Linked DNA regions of Zea mays: region 1 is linked to region 2. Evidence: chromatin contacts called from public Hi-C data. All regions are on one chromosome and are shown on one strand. The core of a region is the stretch at or near the end of the contact, and the rest is flanking DNA. Distances in the headings are between cores, read along the strand shown. Region 1 holds the start of LOC100280765 (heat shock factor protein 4). Region 2 holds the start of LOC100284185.

Region 1 (3,258 bases), core at 240-2,739, 150 kb before region 2:
CAGGCCATCCGAGTTCCAATCCTCCACGAGGATTCGGCCATTCGGATAAACCACAGCCCACAGGCCACAGGCGCGACAACAATGACCGGCAGCGACACCGCCGCGGCCTCGGCGCAGCAGGCGGACGCGGCCGCTATATGCGGTCAGATCGCGTCCGTCTTCTCCGCGCCCTCGCCGCGCCCGCCCGCGCGCTCCGTCCTGGTCTCGGAGCTGGAGGCCGCGGCCTCGCGGGGCGGCCGCGTGTTCGTGCACGGCGTCGGGCGGGAGGGCCTCATGATGCGCGCGCTCTGCATGCGGCTGGCGCACCTGGGCCTCCCCGCCCACTGCGTCGGCGACGTCACGGCGCCGCCAGCGGGCGGCGGGGACCTCCTCGTGGCCTCGGCGGGGCCCGGCGCGTTCTCCACCGTCGACGCCATCTGCGGCGTGGCGCGCGGCGCCGGCGCGCGCGTCCTGCTGCTCACGGCGCGCCTCGAAGGGGACTTCCCGCGGCGTCAGGCCGACGTGGTGGCACACCTCCCCGCGCAGACCATGGCGGATGACGAGGAGGGGGCGGGGGAGACGGAGACGGAGACGGAGGCGGAGGGGTCGCCGGCGCGGGCGAAGCTGCCGATGGGCAGCCTGTACGAGGGAGCTATGTTCGTGCTGTTCGAGATGGTGGTCCTGGAGCTCGCGCGCGTCTTGGGTCAGAGCCCGGCCCAGATGAGGGCCCGCCACACGAATTTGGAGTAGTGTTGAGCGCCGCTGCCGGTGTTTGGCAACTACAGAGCGTCACTGCCAACTCACACGAGTGGCTTGGCTACACACTGGGGTATTTGTGCGCTGAAGGGAAGTGGGAAGGAGCAGATTGATCCTTGTTCTTGATAGCGTGTGTGTAATCAGAGCTAATAATTTGTTAGCAGCTGAGTAATAAAGTCACGCCCAGTTTTTTTTTTAAAAAAAAATTCAGCGGTTATGACGTTAAGTGCCAGATGATGGTATTTACAGTATGTTGTAAAATTGATACATAATGCGTGCATTGTTTCTGTGATATACGCATACACTACGGATGTTGCGTTCGCGTTCCTATAAAAACTGGAGTTCATGTACAGAGAATTAAGGCAGCGGCATTAGGCCGTATTGTTATTTAAAATATTGTTTTGTATTGTAAATTATATATTTTTTTATAGTGTAGTTTGAATATGAGAACAGAGATGTGTAGAGATAGTTTTATCTATTTTAAAATTTTATGTACGAGAACTTTAAAAAAGAATATTCATAAAGGACAAAAGTGTCCATTTGGGCTCTGTCCAAGTGTAACTCAGCCCATCAATCCAAACGGGCACTCTCTAGAAACAACGCACGTGTCGGCTACCGCAAGGAAAGTCGGGAACCTTCTAGAACCCGCTGGATGCTTCTCTCACCTAGGTCCAACTTAATCTCATCCCCAAATCCACCTTTCTAGATGCGTCTTCCTCGCTCTGTCCTCTCCTCACACTTTCCTTTCCGCGGCCCCTCTGCTCACCGCACTCCGTTGCCTGATGGCGTTGCCGGCGGCGGGGACGCCGCCCTTCCTGACGAAAACTTACGCCATGGTGGAGGACTCGGCCACGGACGATACGATCTCGTGGAACGACACCGGCACGGCCTTCGTGGTGTGGCGCCCCGCCGAGTTCGCCCGTGACCTTCTTCCCAAGCACTTCAAGCACAGCAACTTCTCCTCGTTCGTCCGCCAGCTCAACACCTACGTGGGTACCCGAGTCCTTACTTGCCCGTTCCGCTCTTCTTCTTCTGCCTAACAGTCTATTCCGTTCTCTGTGTACAGGGATTCAAGAAGGTAGTCGGGGACAGATGGGAGTTTGCCAACGACGGCTTCCGGAGAGGCGAGAAGCACCTTCTCGCCGGAATACAGAGGCGGAAGGGGACCGGCGCCGTGGCGGCGGTACCGGTGCCGGGCATACCGGCGGGGATACCGTTACCGCTCTCGTCCCCGCCCACGAGCTCTGGCGGGGAGCCGGCGGTCTCCTCGTCGCCGCCGCGTGGCTCGACGGCTGGAGTTAGCGGCGCGGTGGCCGAGCTGGAGGAGGAGAACGCGCGGCTGCGACGCGAGAATGCGAGGCTGGCGCGGGAGCTGGCCCGCGCGCGGCGCCTCTGCGACGGCGTGCGCCAGCTCATGGCTCGGTACGACGACGACCAAGGCAGAGGCGGAGATGAGGATCCGGCGGACGGCGACGAGGGGCATGGCGGCAGTGGGGAAGGTCCCAGCGGCCCAGAAGTGAAGCCAATGCTGTTCGGCGTCCCAATCGGGGCCAAGCGGCTACGCGGTGCGCGTGGTGATGGAGACGATGTAGATGACGGCGAGGACAACGACGAGGAACAAGATGAAGACGACGAGAGGCAAACGGTGCGGAAGCAGGGGGTTAAAGCGGCCAGGAGGAACGAGGCGTCGGATCTGGACGTGCTGACGCTGTCCGTGCGGGCGGCCGCGGCGGCGAGGACGGGCGGAGGATCACGTGACCGCAAAAGCCCCATTAACGCCCACCCCGATAGGAGCCTCAGTCTAGGGCTGAAATGACTGACACTCGTGTAGAGTACTGTAGTATCGATTGTAGTATTGTATTGAGTGGTGCTGCACGGTTGAATTGAATCATCTAGAAATCAAAATTTAGCAACGGGGCATCTCCTGACTGTCAAGTAGAATGTTTAAATAATAATTACATATATAAATATAGTTTAGTTATAAAACTAAAAGCATCTCCAACAAAATTCTTTAAAATGTAGTCCTAAAAACTGAAATAGGACCATATTTAAAGTGTTTATAGTATCAAAAGAATTTTTTTACTCCAACATTTAGACCGTAAATAATAGTATTTAGGAAATAAATCATGTTATTATAAACTAAATAGTTCAAGATTAAGAAGACACAATATATGTGTCGGGTATCGTAATTAGGGGTACCCCCAACATTCCTAAACACGGCTGGTAACCACCATCAGCACAAGCTGCAGAGACTGATGAGCACGATTCAGGTCAAGGCTTCGTCTACTCAAGGGACGCGATCTCGCCTCGTCCGAGCCGAGCCTCGGGCGGGAACAGTAGTCCCAGACGGATTCTCGCCTCGCCCGAGGGCCTCCTCAAGCAACGGGCGTACCCTCGACTCACCCGAAGCCCAGCTCGGGCAGACTTCGAAGTGAAGCCACCTTGGCCAAATCGCCTCACCAACCGACCGTATCGCAGGCGCATATAATGTGAGGATCGCCTGACACCTTATCCTGACACACG
Region 2 (3,499 bases), core at 581-3,080:
CAGCGAAGAGCGCTTCTGGCCGTGGGGGAGGGGGGGTACATATGAAGCACTTGGGGCTGCTGTCATCATTTACTTGGCATCTCGAAACAGAAATCATATAGGACACAATCCATCTCTTAGGTGAATATCTTCTACATTTTTTATTTTTCAGAACATTAATCCCAATGGAGTTCCTTAGTCCATTTAGTATTATTTCTTGACCATATTAAAATTAAAAGCCATTACCAAATATACTATGCCTAGGGATGCAAGCGGGCCTATCTGCAAGCCCTCAAATAGGCTTAACTTTTTCAGGTTCCGCTTGCATCGCTAACTATGCCTCAAAATTCTATGGAACACGCAACACAGAATTGATGTGTAGCAATAAGACTCACATCGTTTAGTCATTGCTTTCTTTTTAGGAACAATTGGATCTATACCATTAAAAGATCCAAACTTTAGATATATACTATGGACCCCACATGTCATTGACTCATGTGGACCCACATGTAAGTGAGATAGTAATGGTATGGATCCAAAGTGGTGATCTTTTAATGGTATGGATCCAAATTTCCCTTCTTTTTAGTCTTCAAATTTAGGATAGAACTCACAGAACCATTTTTTAACTGTGTAAAAGAATTTTGGGCCTCTTTGGACCCAGTATACTTGCCTTGACTCTTTAACTACTCAGTGCTGAGCCAAAATACTCTACTTTATTATTGATGTAGCTTACAATCCTAGCATCATAGGAACGAGAAACTGCTGACTCAAAAAGTGCAATAGAACCCAATTAAAAAAGAAGGCCAAAGTGAAAATTCTAGGCACGTAATACTGAACTTCAATTCAATGTTTTATCTGCTTCGTTTGCCCTTGCATCCAGAATATTATGTCCAGGTTGATCCCAATGCCATTCTCCAATTTACTCTATTCAGCGAGACTATAGCTAAGATGAGCACACTGAATATTTCACTAGAAGCTACACTACCACCCGCCAGTATTGGTCCACTTAAGTTGGGATAAGAAATAACACGCTCTCCTGCATGGATATTACCGTACATGTACTATGCATAAACAGTTTTAGAAACCTTTCCAAGCAGATCCATCAAATTACCTGGCGTAATCAGTGCGGCGACCATGGAGATCGAGCTCCCTGTCATCCTCGTCACTGGATGAGGACGATGCGTCGCTGCCCCTTTCCACGTCTGCAGGCGCTGCGCCAGCGACGGCGCTGCCGCGCTGGCCGTGGCGCATCCTGTACTCGATTGCGACGCAAATCATGTGTACGACGCACTGAAGGGCGTAGCCGGCGACCCAGGTCCGGAGCGGCATGGGCGAGTCCTCGTCGCGGCTGAGCACGAGCACGACCGCAGCGACGGTGATGAAAGCGAGGTTCCACAGCAGGTCGAGCGCCACGACGGGGCGGGAGTAGGCCCAGTCAGCCTGCCGCTCCTCGAGGTGCTCTGCGGCGGCCTCCCGCACCAGCACCGAGGGCTCCCGCATGGCCCGCCGCCCGCCGCGACGCAGCAGCCGCGCCGCGCCGCGGAGGGAGGGCCGGCGAAGCGCTCCATCTCGGCGACGGGACCCGCCGCCGGAGGCGCCGCCCAGCAGCGGCGCAGAATCGAGACGCGCGGCGGCGCTGGGGCTCGGTGAGCGAGGCGTCGCCATACAGGGGAACTCCGTGAGAGATCAGGATTCAGGAGGAAGGAAATACTTTCTTCGTAGGAATGGAATTCCTCTGAACAAGACGCCGTGACGGGTTTAGAAACTCGAATCTTTTCTCGTTTTTTCTGCCTTTCCCTATTTTTCAATAAAACTAAAAAAATATATCATTGCAACAGATTACGTGAATTTGGGACCAGGAATTCGAGTGAACAGACTATAGTACCAATAAGGATGAAATGATCGGAAACGGTCCATAAAGGCTAAAAACATTTACGATTGTATATGAGAATTCAAATAAAAACGTTAACTCTTGAAACTGAAATGAAATCGGTATTTCGAAAACGGACTTTCGGTACGTAAATAAATTGGTAATGATTGGGATTTAAATACAATTGATAAACATACTAATATGAAAGCATCTCAATATAACGAGTTCATAATATAACAAGATCATAATCGCCATAAGTTAAAAATAAGATAAGTTCATAAAAAATACAAATTCACAATTCACAAGTTCATAAAGTAAAGATTATAAGTTCACAATTCATAAGTTGACAAGTTCTTAAAGATCACAAATTCACAAAGATCACAAGTTCACATACTCACATTTCACAAGTTAACAAATTTACAATAACCACAAGTTCACAATTCATAATATAACAAGTTCACAAAATTCTGATAAATGTTTTTGTTTTCAAAAATTACCCTTGCCGATGAATCCTATCGAAAAAATCAAAACGGTTTCTGGAATTCCGGAAAATTTTGAGACCTAGATTCAGAAAAAAGTCGACTAATTTCGGTAACCGAAAGAAATGGTCGGTAAAATGTCCCATCGATTTCGATATTGTTTTCGATAAAAAAAATTCCAATAACTGATTCTATTTCTAACAATACCATCTTCGCCCCCTAATAGCGAAATTCCCTATTTCGATTCCTGTGGGAACAAAATTATGGGGCACAGAGTGTAGATGACATTGTTTGCAAAGTGAAAATTGAAATCGGGAATGAGATAGGTATGGTGAAACAGACGGGAAAATCATGTTTCGTCCGGTATTGTATTCCGTTTTACTCGGATTGTTTTCGTTTTTGCGGGGAAAAGCAGAAAACGAGACACATACAGATGATATATTGCAGGAACGAAAACGGTTCAGTGTTTTCGTCCGTATTTTCAAAATCTCATTTTTCCGCGATATTTCCGTTTTTGCTGTTTACAAACTCCCATTTTAGGTAGCGCATAAAATAATATACAACAAAGTAATGCCTTTAGCCCTACTCTCTGTGGCATACTTACATAATCTTTGATGCTATCATGTTAGCATGTTACAACCTTATAGAGTACTCCCTCTTGTCTTATATATCCAGAAGTTTGGGGTTTATGAATGAAGGTTGCGGGCAAAAAATGTTGTCTTTACACACGTTGTTGATCTTTTAAAACATATGTTTTTTGCCGATTTTTAAACTTTTAAAGTTATGATTTACAGTGTCCTAAACTCTTAACATTATAGTTTAATGAGTGATTGTACAATATTGCATATTCCGGTTAAGTTACCGTCTGTTTCTGTTCGTTTTAATCCGTTCTCGTGTAACTATATATATACCGCAATTGTTTATGTTTACGACTATACCGTCTACTCTTGTTTTCTGTTAAAATTAATGAAAATGAGAGAGTGATTTTCCGATTGTTTCTGTCATTTTCATTTCTAGAGATATGGGATAGTATATGGAAACTTGAGACGACCTAATCATGGCTGCAATCCTCCGTGTTAGTTTAGACCATCACCATCTTACCTGCCCACCAAAGATAAGTGAGCCTTTGTGCTTAAAAAAATAAATGTCTTCTAGTGCTAGTAATAAGTGG

What was found. A called contact is a pair of places that touch in the nucleus more often than the background predicts.
Region 1: a Hi-C map of leaf shows a contact between it and region 2, with 9 times the contacts expected there. The contact joins the promoter of LOC100280765 here to the promoter of LOC100284185 in region 2. A contact is called at or near these places in 1 of 25 Hi-C or Micro-C datasets (leaf) and 1 of 3 datasets of contacts at active chromatin or transcription factors (leaf).

What each region holds. Positions count from the first base shown.
Region 1 is chr10:139,740,328-139,743,585 of Zm-B73-REFERENCE-NAM-5.0, reverse strand. LOC100280765 (heat shock factor protein 4) reads left to right here and starts at 1,489. Exons shown (of 2, transcript NM_001291568.2): 1 at 1,489-1,724; 2 at 1,802-2,644. The coding sequence starts at 1,518. The coding sequence ends at 2,551. LOC103641959 (Sugar isomerase (SIS) family protein) reads left to right here. Exons shown (of 1, transcript XM_008665258.4): 1 at 1-1,029. The coding sequence starts at 82. The coding sequence ends at 729.
Region 2 is chr10:139,587,612-139,591,110 of Zm-B73-REFERENCE-NAM-5.0, reverse strand. LOC100284185 reads right to left here and starts at 1,830. Exons shown (of 5, transcript NM_001367009.1): 1 at 1,091-1,830. The coding sequence starts at 1,644.